2 separate regions of the Zea mays genome follow, and region 1 is linked to region 2. The links are chromatin contacts, called in public Hi-C maps. All regions are on one chromosome and are shown on one strand. The core of a region is the stretch at or near the end of the contact, and the rest is flanking DNA. Distances in the headings are between cores, read along the strand shown.

What was found. A called contact is a pair of places that touch in the nucleus more often than the background predicts.
Region 1: a contact with region 2 is called in a Hi-C map of leaf, with 6 times the contacts expected there. The contact joins the promoter of LOC100278906 here to the promoter of LOC100283451 in region 2. A contact is called at or near these places in 2 of 25 Hi-C or Micro-C datasets (ear and leaf).

Annotation. Positions count from the first base shown.
Region 1 is chr9:117,517,693-117,524,205 of Zm-B73-REFERENCE-NAM-5.0, forward strand. LOC100278906 reads left to right here and starts at 1,734. Exons shown (of 2, transcript NM_001152030.2): 1 at 1,734-1,983; 2 at 2,561-3,802. The coding sequence starts at 1,924. The coding sequence ends at 3,286.
Region 2 is chr9:117,330,936-117,336,952 of Zm-B73-REFERENCE-NAM-5.0, forward strand. LOC100283451 reads left to right here and starts at 1,902. Exons shown (of 7, transcript NM_001156352.1): 1 at 1,902-2,243; 2 at 2,351-2,469; 3 at 3,286-3,715; 4 at 3,956-4,225. The coding sequence starts at 2,172.

The DNA.
Region 1 (6,513 bases), core at 484-2,983, 190 kb after region 2:
CGCTGACTACCGCGGCCGATGCTGCGATTCGAATTTCAAATGAATGGACTACATTCTTTCCCCTGTTTATGCCACTGTATATAGTAGTACTGGTAGTAGCAGAGAATAAACAAACAAGAGGGCTTGATTTTGTGGAGTTGGAGTTGGTAAACGTAGGGGAAATGGACCAGGAAGAACGGCATGACTCTCTTGTTTGTGCCGCAGTCCGCAGACAGCGACCCGTTGCCTATTCCGATTCCGACCTCTCAACTCAAGCCCGCCCTAGGCCGCGTTCGCCCGTTCTGCCCTCCCCGTGTTCTGTCGTTCTGCCTTCTCCCGTTCCGCGCGAAAAAAAAATCAAATCGTAGCTGCTCAGAGATCGAACCTTAGATCTATTGAGTAGAATGCCTAACCTTCCACCATCTAACCAACATGACTCATGTTGAGTTGTGGATAACTTCAACTAAGACTTTATTTGTGTTTAACCCGCCGTCCACTCTATATGCTCACTGAGTCTAGAAAAACATTTATAGCTTGATCCATAATCTTTCTGGAATTTGGGACGCAGTCCAGGAAATAAAGAAAATAGAGAAAATGAGTTTAGAAATTGATTTTTAGTTTAAAAATAATTGCAGAAACCCATTTAATTCATGGAAATTTCATATTAAATCCAAATAAGTTCATTCCAATTTCTATAATTCTATAATATTATTTTTTATCACATAATACCTCTGTTTTGTCATGAAAACAACAATAAAACTGATTTCCTAATTAATCCTATATCAAATACATAAAAACTTTGGAAATTCGTAACTTCCCCATTTTAATTCTAAATTGAACCGTTTCAGTTGTGTTAGTCTCGTATGAATATTTACTACGCAGTAACAACATTGATTATACCATGTTTCATACTTTTATAATTAGATATTTATTTATCCTATGTTAATTGGGTTAACCTATGTCTATTGGATTAATTTATTTAATATATTAATATAGTATTCTAACTTTATGGTTATACGATGTTTGACCATCAGTCTTGCAAACACACACACTTATCTTTTTGTTTAAGCAAAAGCGTATGGTGGTACGTGTCCGATGACTAACGATGTACGAGGGAATTTCTTCTGGTATGTGTGAAACGTGCTCTCCAATAATGAGACCATGCAAATCGTGACATATATCGAATTCTGCATGATACTGATGGTTGCAATGTAGTGGTGAAATAGATAGATTATAAATAACAAAATTTATGTATGGCCAGAATCATAAATTGATTATGAAACATTTTCTCATAACGGTATAACACATATTTTGTATATAAGTTATCGTAGTATACTGGTATTATATATTCCTGTTGCAACGTACTCCCTCCAGTGCAGTAAAGGTAGTCGTTTAGGACATGATTGTGCATACCAAGGAGTGATTAATTATCATAGAGTTTTCCCTGTTTGCCCCTATTAAATAGGGATATGGGTGCATTAACGTCACTAAAAGAATCAGGCTTGATTGGTTGCTGCAGCAACTCCAAGGCATTCTAGACTGGAGGTCTCAAGTTCGATTCCTCTTAAATGCATCTTTTTTTGTGCAATTACTAGGGGCAACAACGTCCAAATCCTAGACTCACACGCGCTATGACTTCTTTTTGTGCACGCTCGGTCACGCGCAGGATGACTTCTTTTACTGCACCGGAGGGAGTACAGGCATTCAGCTAGTAATAATGATATAAAGCCCGCCCACGCACTAGCCCATTTCCCCTCTGCTTGCTTCGCCTCGTCTGCCCTACCCCTGCCCTGTCCACATTTTCTTCCATTCCGGTTGCTCAACAAACAAAATATATATATCCTCGCTTTCCTTCCCGTCGCCGCCTGAAACCGCTGCGCTCTCGGCTTGGATAGCAAGGGTCTCAGTCTCTCAGAGGGAGCAAGAAGAGGATCTGAGGGTGAGATGGCGATCGACCACGAGTCCCCGTTCAAGGAGCTCCGCCTCAAGAACCGAAGGATCATGGTGAGTTACTTGGCCGGAACCGGTCGTCCCCTAGTTCCTCCCGTCCCCCTCACCCCCGCGCCGCGTGGCTTATGTAGCCCTGGGGCCTTCCATTCTTCGATTCTCCTCCTTGCGTCTTGCCAACCAAAGAGGAGTTTTCTTTCCGTCCCTGTTGGGACGTGTGCTTACTTCTGTGCAGCAATGGCGGCGGCGCCATAGATTGAACGAGTGTTTCTTATTGACCGCCTCGCCTCTTTCTTTGGGATCTCCGAAGTTGCCTTTATGAAGCCGTTGGCATCTCATTCTGGTTGTCTTGCTATCAAATGAATTTCGTGCCGCCGTTCCCCAAGCAATATCTTTTTTTTAAAAAAAAAATTTGAGCGCGAGCAACCAAATTTCTTGGCGATGGTTCCAATGAGATAGGAATATTACTATTCCATTTTGTTTGTTTGTTTCTTTGTCAATCTATCGCCGAACTTTTCTTGGCAAACAAAACAACCACTCCAAATGCTTCGTCATTGAGCAAAGTGGCTGTGCTATACTGCTATGTACCCCAGTCAAGTCAACTGAGCAATACCAATACGTGGTGTCCGTGCAGGGCGGCGGCGGCCCTGACCCTGAGCCGGAGGAGGAGGAGGAGGAGGGCGTCACGGCGGCGTACGCGGAGCGGTGGCCGCGGTGGCTGCAGCCGCTGCTGTCCGCGCGCTTCTTCGCGCAGTGCAGGACGCACAGCGACTCCAACCGCAGCGGCGAATGCAACATGTTCTGCCTGGACTGCTCGGCCGCCGGGGGCACGGGCACGGGCGCGGGCGCGCTCTGCTCGCTGTGCCTGGCGCAGCACGGGCACCGCGACCACCACACCATCCAGATCCGGCGCTCCTCCTACCACGACGTCATCCGCGTCTCGGACATCCAGCGCTTCATGGACATCGCCGGCGTGCAGACCTACGTCATCAACAGCGCCCGCGTCGTCTTCCTCAACGAGCGGCCGCAGCAGCAGAAGCCGGGTGGCGGCAAGGCCGCGTCGTCGTCGTCGGCCTCCGCCAACCTCTGCGAGGTCTGCGCCCGCAGCCTCCTCGACAACTTCCGCTTCTGCTCCCTCGGCTGCAAGGTCGTCGGCTGCTCCCCCGACGCCGCCAAGGCCAGGAACTGGCTCCTCCGGGCCGCCGACGGCGACGGTTCCACCACATCCTCCTCGGCCCCGCGCAACGCCGACAGGAAGCTGAGCTTCACGCCGCCCACGCCGCAGCCGACCCTGCCGACGAAGCGCCGCAAGGGCATCCCGCACCGCGCCCCGTTCGGCAGCCTCATCGTCGAGTACTAGAATCTCCTTCTCCCCCAGCCATCGCTGTCCACGTCCGTTGCTTCTGCATTGGCAGTTGGCACTACACGCGCGCGGTAGAGTGGAAGTACTCTTCAAACGACGGAATGGAATCGCACAGTGAGCCAGTGAATCCAGATTACAGGCAAGCCAATAGGTTGGCCACCACTTGGGTGGCCTGGCCCGCCTTTCTTTGCCACGGCACTTCGGTTGGTGGGTGCTTATCGAGGTGGATGCCATTTGCTCGCTGGCTTCGCTTTCCAGAAAGGGGAGGGAGGAGAAAGGAAGGTGGATGGATTGGATCGGACATCGGAGGAAGAATCAAAACCAGCTTTTCATCACTGTTCACGAGATATATGTTTCTTTCTGTCTGAGAAATACATGTAAATTTTATGTCTTGCTCTGCTCCAAATCATCGTAGCGGAGCAGTATAGCTAGCTTTTGTGATGCTTTTACCAGATTGTATTGTTATAGGTTGTCTGAAGAAACGAGATAACCAACGCACAGTGCTTGTGTGTTCATCTCATCTCATCATCTGTAATAATCATGCACTGGCATTGCATAGATGAGGAGGGTGCTCATACAAGGAGAGAGAGAGAGAGAGAGAAATCCTGAACAGGTTCCTGTGATGGATCATGCAGTTCTGATATTCATGCAGATCGGGTGATGGCTGAGGATAGGTCAGATACCGAGCGCTGTTGCCGCTTGATGATTTGTACTATGAGGAAGGAAAGCAAGGAAATGCCGTCACGTTACTGCCCACCACCAAGGAGGTTGCGTCGATGGAAACGCGATCGCATTGCTAAACGCAGTGGCTATTATATAATGTTAGTATCACGTTACGGGCCTCTTTGGCAGGGCTCTGGCTTCTCCAAAAATGGCTTTGACTCTGGCTCACGATGTGAAACCACTTCTTTAGATGAGCCAAAGCTATTCTAAAAATCATTTGGTAAAACGGCTTATAGGTTGTTTTTCAGAAAGACCCTTGTATATGTATATCTCTTCTGTACGTGGCTAGGGATTGAGGGCAGGACCAAAAAATAATAATTTGGACTGGTGGGAGGGCTATTGTGCAAAAATGACGTGAGCTGAAGCCAGGTGAGCCACTTTTTTTGGCTCATGCCCTCTAGTTCATTTTGGAAAAGCACTTCACTGGTGAAGCCATTTGAAAAATAGGTGTTTGGCACAACTTTTGCATGAGCCAGAGCCGAAGCTGAAAAATAAGCCCTACCAAAGGGGCCCTACGATTAGCAGTGTTCTTGTTCATCTAATCGTGGGTCACTGAACCGAGCAGTTTGCGTTGACGTGATGCTGAGACCTGCACTGTCAGGTACTACGTCATTGAACAGCTTGCTTTTTTGTTTTGGCGTAGGCGGCTCAGAACCAGTTCGCAACCTAACCTACTATGGTGATTGAATGGGGGACGGCTTTCTGGTATGGAAGGTGGAACAGAAGCATCTAGCTAGTGCCGAGGAGAGGAGGGCACAGCATCAGCTTCAGCAGCTGAAACGTATGCCGCCGCCGCCGCTCGCTCGCAGATATTCTTTGTAGCTAGCTTCCACGCGAAACAGCTTTGGTGCTTCCCTTTCCTCGAGGGGATGCTACAGTGCCATGGAAAGGGAAGGGGGAAAAAACAAAAAACAAAGTGGGGGTGTGCATTGCCGAAAAGGATGGGGGAAGGCGTTGTTATTTTATAAAAAATCAAAGTGGTGGACGATGTCGACGTGGATGGCAGTGGTCCTGGATTCTTGGTTGACTTTAGGATGGATGCCTGATGCCATACCCATACATCTTCTCTGCATAAACAGCCGATTATTAGTAGCATCTCCATCTGAGTAATGGCGTCGTTACACACGTACACAAGGTAAATGTTAGGCTTGAGCGACTTCATTTGTGAGTTGCATAGGCGCTGCCTGTCCTCACCTTTTACGGTGGCCCGGCCCTATAGGCTATAGTTAGTGCTGGGAGTTGGGGGTTGGTCCAGGACCAATCATGCTTCGGGTCAAACGGTCTCATACTAGAAAAGTCCAAAAAAAACTTTTAGGTCATGTTGTGTCAACGGTGGCATAGTCTCAAATACAGCCCATATATTTGAACCACATAAGGTTTAAATATTATAATCACATAAGGTCCATATGTTACTAAACTAAAGACATTAAACAATGTTTGCATCATTTGACTACGTAAATTCTAAATATTACAACGAGATAAAGTCCATATTTTACTAAATTAAAGAAATTATATGGGCTTCATTGCGTTGTGCTGGTCTAAACCCGGCCCATGCGTGCGGCCCTCAGGTCGTGCTAGCCCGGCCATATTATTTCGTGCTAGGCCGTACTTTAAGCTCCTGTTTTTGTCCTGTGCTTGTGCTGACCCAAAAACTTGGCCCATGTTCTCAGCACTACTATTTTGTTGATGACGCACGTACAATACACAACAAAACAACATTAGGCTTTTCACAATGGGTCAATAGGGGACGATATAATCCCCCTAAAGCCTTTGGGGTCAACCCTCACCCTGCAGCCATCGACGTTATACTCGACTGCATCGTTGCCGAGGTACTCTCCAACTTTAAATATGGCGCAGATGGCACATGACGCTATCTTGTCTATCTCATCCGCCTTGGCAACGGACGACAGCGTGCAGGAGGCAATTGTATGGTGGTAGTTGGGTGGGGAATGGAAAAAATGATATAATATGTAGTGGTTAGTATAGACTTCACATATGAAGTAAATATGACCGTGGATAATTGTGGTATATGGTAAAGAATTTTGATGACAAGGATACAATATTTTATTTTAGAATAGAAATTTAGAGTTATATGAGTGCAGATAGACTCGATGATCCATGTGGCAAACGGCAAACCTTTGGTTCTTTCTTTAGTGCTGACCTACTGTTCACCGATGGATGTGAAGGAATCACCATCCATGGTAATGGACACAGAAAATCAGTCGGAGCCACGCAGACGCAGCGCAGCCGGGAGTGCACGTAGCGGCAGCACAAAAGGTTTATGTGCATTCTTCAGGGTCCACACGTTCGGTTGATCCGTCAACGTGTCGCTCTGCCATTGGTCCCGGCCCCGTGGCGGGAGGCTCGGGGCCCGCGTGGGCTGCCTGCCTTCCTGTAAATGTCCTTGCAGCCGCCTTCTCCCTCGAGGCGTTGACCAACTCCACCAATCCACCACGCCATCGGCCTCAGGCCCTTCTCTTCTTCTCCTCCGTCTCCAGGTT
Region 2 (6,017 bases), core at 652-3,151:
CAGAGAGGGACAGGAGAACCAGTCGCGACGCGTGGGGTGGGCCTAGCGTGTCAGCGTGGAGGGTAAAGGTATGGTAGCACCAGTGCCCACATTAGATTTGTTAATAGATTATATATATTATAGATAAATAAGTATTAAGATATTTATTCAAATATACTTATTGTTTATTTTTAAACACTAAGATATGTGTGGTCTAGTGGTCCCAAATTTCTGGAGGAAGGGGGCGTGGGTTCACGTGCTCGTCTTGCACTACTTTTTATACGGTGTGGTAGCGCGGAGAGTGAAACCGTAGTATCACCAGGTGTCCACGTTAGATTCTTAATATATTATATATAATATGTATAAATAAGTATTAAGATATTTATTAAATATATTTATTGTTTATTTCTAAACATCAGAGCATCTCTAAGAGCTCTTTAGAAAAGGACTCCTCAAAATCAGTTTTAAGGGTCATCTAAATAATTAGTAGGGGTAGATTTTAATCCTTTCTCCAACAGATCCCTTAAAGCGGCATATTGTTTCTGGTGAATAGAAAACCCCTCATTTGTAGCTATAAATAAGGGAGTTTTAAGGGCTATGAAAAAATTGTGAGCGCTTTAGGGGAACTGTTGGAGACACATTTTTGTGTTTTTCCCAAAAAAACTAGATTCAGGGGAGACTTCTGAGAAGCTCTTGGAGATACTCTTAAGATATGTGTGGTCTAATAGTCACAAATTTTTAGAGAAGGGGACGTGGGTTCGAGTGCTCATTTTGCACTATTTTTTGTGTAGACAGGGTTAGGTGCAGGCGCAGTAGCTGGCCGCCTGCGCCGGAGTCCACGTGACAGGAGAGTAGTATAGATTTTCAGCATTAGCTGCGCCAGCTGATCCTATACGATTCAAGATGATAAGATAGAAATGTGACCCCTAAGGCCTTGTTCGTTTGTGTCGGATCGGTAGGTCGGAACGATTCTAACCGGATTGCTTCTCTAATTTATATAAATTTTGATTAGTTGGAACAATTCCGGGTGCAATCCGATAGAAACGAACAAGGCCTAAGAGAGCTGAAAGCCGACTCGTTTCTCCCCCTGTTTCCATTTTCCAATAATGCGATACAGGCTTACAGCCCAGCAAAATTTGAGCCTGCACGTCCAGGATACAAGCGAGTAAAAAAAAAGGACTCATGAAATGGGAAGTCCATTCCACGACCACGAGACCACTATCTCCGAAAGCGTCTATAGACTTCGGGTACAAGACAAGACCGTAGCATCAGTAGCATGTTCTAGATTTTATAGAAAATATATGGGCTTGTTTACATGGCAGGAGCTAAAACAAAAATAACTAAAATTTAGTTATTTTAGAAGTTAAACTATAAGTGATTAAAATAATTAGCCTCTAAAGAGGAACTAAAATTTAATAAGATTGTTTTAGCTCTTAAATACAAACATATCTTATAGTATAACCTAAGAAACTTGTGTTTTTAATAACAGACGATGTCTATGATAATTAATTTTATTTATCTCGTTTTAAGAATCTATCCGTTTCGTCTTCAAAGATGAGTATATGTGCGTTGTGTTGTGTCTTAAACCGTAGTCTTAGAGAAAATATCATACTTCCTCTGTCCCATAAAAAATGTCGTTTTAATTTAACTTTTTTGATTGAAGTTTAATTGGCTCAGTTTATTAAAAAAATCATCATTATTATTTATTTTCGTTCTGATTTATTTTATCATATAATCTATTTTAACTATGAACTGGATTTTCTACATTTTCACATATATTTTAATGAAGACGAGAGTCAAATTTGATGTTAAAAAGTCAAATGACATTATTTATGAAATATAAAAATAATATAATGTAAAAACCATATACACAGTCGAATTAAAAACGCAGTAATTCGCAGGCGAAGCAGCCTTTCCCTTCCCTACAAAAAGAGGAGACGCGCGCACGCAAACCCGGAGGCCGGGAGGCGGAGGGCAGAGGCAGCACCGTCCCGTCCACCTGACCACCTCCACCATTTTTTCCTCTTCCTCCTCGCCTCCACCCCTTCCCTTCCATCTCTTCTCACCTGGCCACTCCTCTCCCTCTCTCCCGCGCCGATCGATTGGCCCACCCATCGATCGAGCACGGGAAGAAGATTCCAGTCCGGAGAGGTCTCAATTCGATCGGGCTCGTTCTGGTGTGGGTGGGCACCATGGCGGCCACAGAGGCCTCGGCAGACAAGAACGCCGTCTTCCGCAAGCTTCGCACCAAATCAGACAACAAGGTACTGTTGATTCAATTGATCGCGCTTTCTATCGCTCTGTGTGAGTGCCGTCCACGTGACTTTTTTTTCTGTGCGCGAATCGTTCTGATGGTGGTGCACGCGTGCAGATGTGCTTCGATTGTAACGCCAAGAACCCGACGTGGGCGTCCGTCACCTACGGTGTCTTCCTCTGCATCGACTGCTCGGCGGTGCACCGCAGCCTCGGCGTCCACGTCTCCTTCGTCAGGTCGCCTCGCCTCGCCTCACCTCACCTCACCTGCTTCCCTTTCCTTCTCACACTTGTCCATGTACGTGGAACTGTGGCCATGCCCCCGGTGCATGATAGTAATACTAATTTGCTGCAATGGTTGACTGATCGATCACGTGTACATATTAGTAATATTAATCTGCTGCAGTTGGTGACTGATTGATAACGTATTCGTATGTACAACTGCAATATGCAACAAATACAATTACATGAATGAAAATTTTGAATTTTGTTCTACCTGTTGTGATTTTGGTTCTCTTTTTTTTTCAGTTTTATCTGCTTATAATTTTTATGTGTTCTTGTATGCCTGCCACACTTGTTTGGATGCCATGTGATATGTAGTACCAAAGTCTGTTGTGATATGGTGTGGCATATGCATATTAGTACACAATATGCTATACATGAGGGTAAGGTTCAAAATTTTGCTTTAGTTTCATGTTTATTCGTAATTTTGCAGTGTCACCGGAGCAGTATGCTGCAAGGTACATTTGCAAAATTCCTCTATCATGATCCTGAGTGACATCAGTATCATACTATCATGGACTCAACATTGTTGCCATCTGACTTTGAGTAGATCTATTAAATATGAGCTATGGTCCAGGTTGACTTTCTCTGGATGTGATTTTTTGACATATAGGTCTTACATCTTTGGCACATGATATGCTTTTCCCTTCTGATCCTCACCAGTAACATCTTATTTTTTGGGAAATTTAACATAGTTCACTGACATTTTTACTTTATGCAGTTGCACATCGAATGACTGAATCAATACTGAAAAACAGCTACAATATGCAGGTCAACAAATTTGGATTCATGGACTCCAGAACAGCTGAAAATGATGGTCTATGGAGGAAACAACCGTGCACAAGCTTTCTTTAAGCAGCATGGTTGGACAGATGGTGGAAAAATTGAAGCAAAGTATACTTCAAGAGCAGCTGACTTGTACCGGCAGTTGCTTGCTAAAGAGGTCGCTAAAAGCGCCACTGAAGATGGCAACAATAGTTGGCCATCTTCACCAGTTGCAGCTTCCCAGGCTTCGGATCAAACTGCTGCGTTTCCAGATCTTAAGCTGACAGAGGTATCAAAAGAAAATGTAAGTGAAAAGGAAGACTCTGAGATTGTTCGTTCGCCTAGAGTTCCAACCCGTTCTATCAAGAAGCCGATTGGTGCTAAAAAGCCTGGAAATAAGACCGGCGGACTTGGTGCACGGAAGCTTACATCAAAGGTATGCGTTATTTAGTCTAAACTTCATTGACTTGAGAACACACTGCCATTTGGTCCTGTTTCTCTACTTATAGTTGTCATTTATCAAGTAACAATATCTGTTCTCCTATTTTGTACTGTGAGAAAAGGAAGTTCACTTTATAACTCTCTAATTTTATTTCTTCCTGCTAATCTAAAAAAAACTTTGTTTAATTGTCTGTTCAAGTAAAGTGAAATTTCCTGTCCAACTTCTGCATTGTAGCCAAATGAAAGCCTGTATGAGCAGAAGCCCGAAGAAACAGCTCCTGTCCTGCCATCATCGGTGATTGCAAGTACTACAGCTAGGAGCAAACCCCATACTTCCCGATTTGAGTATGTAGAAAATGCACCTGCTCCTAAGACTGGGAGCAGCTCAGAAGGCAATCTCATGAGTGGACATGTTGCACCCCCAAAGTCATCGAACTTCTTTGTTGAATTTGGGATGGACAGTGGATATCACAAAAAATCTACATCCAGTTCATCCAAAGTGCAGGTAACTGTTTTATTCAGACATATATGATTAATCATCATTCATCAATATGTGAACTCCATTGAGCAAGTATATTGTAAAGTCAGAACTAAAAAGAGGAACATTTGGTTCCACCATTTCACCTTATTTTGTACTAAGGGGAAGTATTTAGAGATTGAAACAGACACTAGTTCTTTTGGTAGTGTTCAGTCCCACTGTTAGGGCATCAAAATCTGTGGCTACATGCTACGAATAATTAGTTTGTTATTATAAAAAACAATGATGTGTCCATGTTGAAGCCTTATCAGCGAGTAACACAACAATTTGAACTGCTCTATTCATGTTGGGATGGTAAAAAAAACTCCCATCATATCTGCATGTAGATTGGGTGTAGGGATGAAAACGGTCGGAAACGGTCGGTAAACACTAAAACCATTACCATTTTCATATTTTTTATCGGAAACAAAATCGAAAACGGTAACTCCGGAAACGGAAACGATATCGGTATTTCGGAAGGAAACGAAAGTTTGATGCGGAAAATATACCGGTAACGGTCGGAATCTAAAATACAATCGGTAAATATATCAAACTTCATAATACAACAAAGTTGACAAAAGATCACAAAGACCACAAGTTCACAATTCATGATATAACAAGTTCACAATATAAAAAGTTCACAAGGATCACAAATTTATAATATAAAAAGTGTACAAAGATCACAAGTTCACAATATAACAAAGTTCACAGAATCACAGTATAACAAGTTCGTAAAGATCACAAGTTCATAGACTCAAAGTTCACAATTCACAATATCCACTCGATCTAGCTGACATGGCATGCTTACTTATGAAATATTTTTTCCTCACATAAAAAGTTTTTCACAACCTCACAGGAAAACCCTAAAACCTAGTGTGTGGAAAAGACCAAATCGTTAATCTCAGCTGCCTTCTAAAACCATCTATCCAAAAAAATCTAAAGGTGTCCAAAAAATACAAAAATAAGTAATCCTTATCTAGAGACGTACAGGCGATGCGAAAAATCACATCCTGGAAAATTCCGAAAAATTCCGAGACACAATTCCGAAAAATTCCGAGACACAATTCCAGAAAATTCCGAGACAAATCCGGTAATTTCCGACAAAAACCGGTAACCGAAGGAAACGGTCGGTAAAACACCACGCCGATTCCGATACCGATTCCGATAGAAAATTCCGAAAACCGATTCCGTTTTCGAAAAATACCGTTACCGAGGACTCCGACTGAAAAATTTCAAAATCGGTTTCCGGAATACCGAAAAATTCCGAAACCGTTTTCATCCCTAATTGGGTGTACACATTAAAAGATGAATGATGTTCTGAATTCTCTCTGGTTGAAATCTTAGTTCTGCATGATGTATATAAATACTTCGTATTTATCTGGCAGCCAGTGGATCAGTGATAGTATTCAATTGATGCTGCTCTAGCTCATGAAATCTTCAAACTGTTGGTTACTTTATGTTAATTTGGGCATGGTTACTGTGCAAAAGTTTTTTTTATTGATATGTTGTTGCCAATGCACTTTAAATTGTAGTTAGCCCTAAAATATTTCATCTTGTTCTAACCATGACAAGTCTGCATTACCACTGATATGATGCTGCTTTGGCATAGTTAATATATGCATAACAGATGATGTGTCTGTTCCTTTTTTTAGAAGACGTTTTGATTTTTCTAGATAAAGGGCAGGCTTGGTGGAGTGGTGAGAGCTGTCTCACTGGTCTTCGAAGCAATCTCTCCTCTTTTATGGGGAAGGCTTGTCTTAGTTTATCCCTTACTCAGACC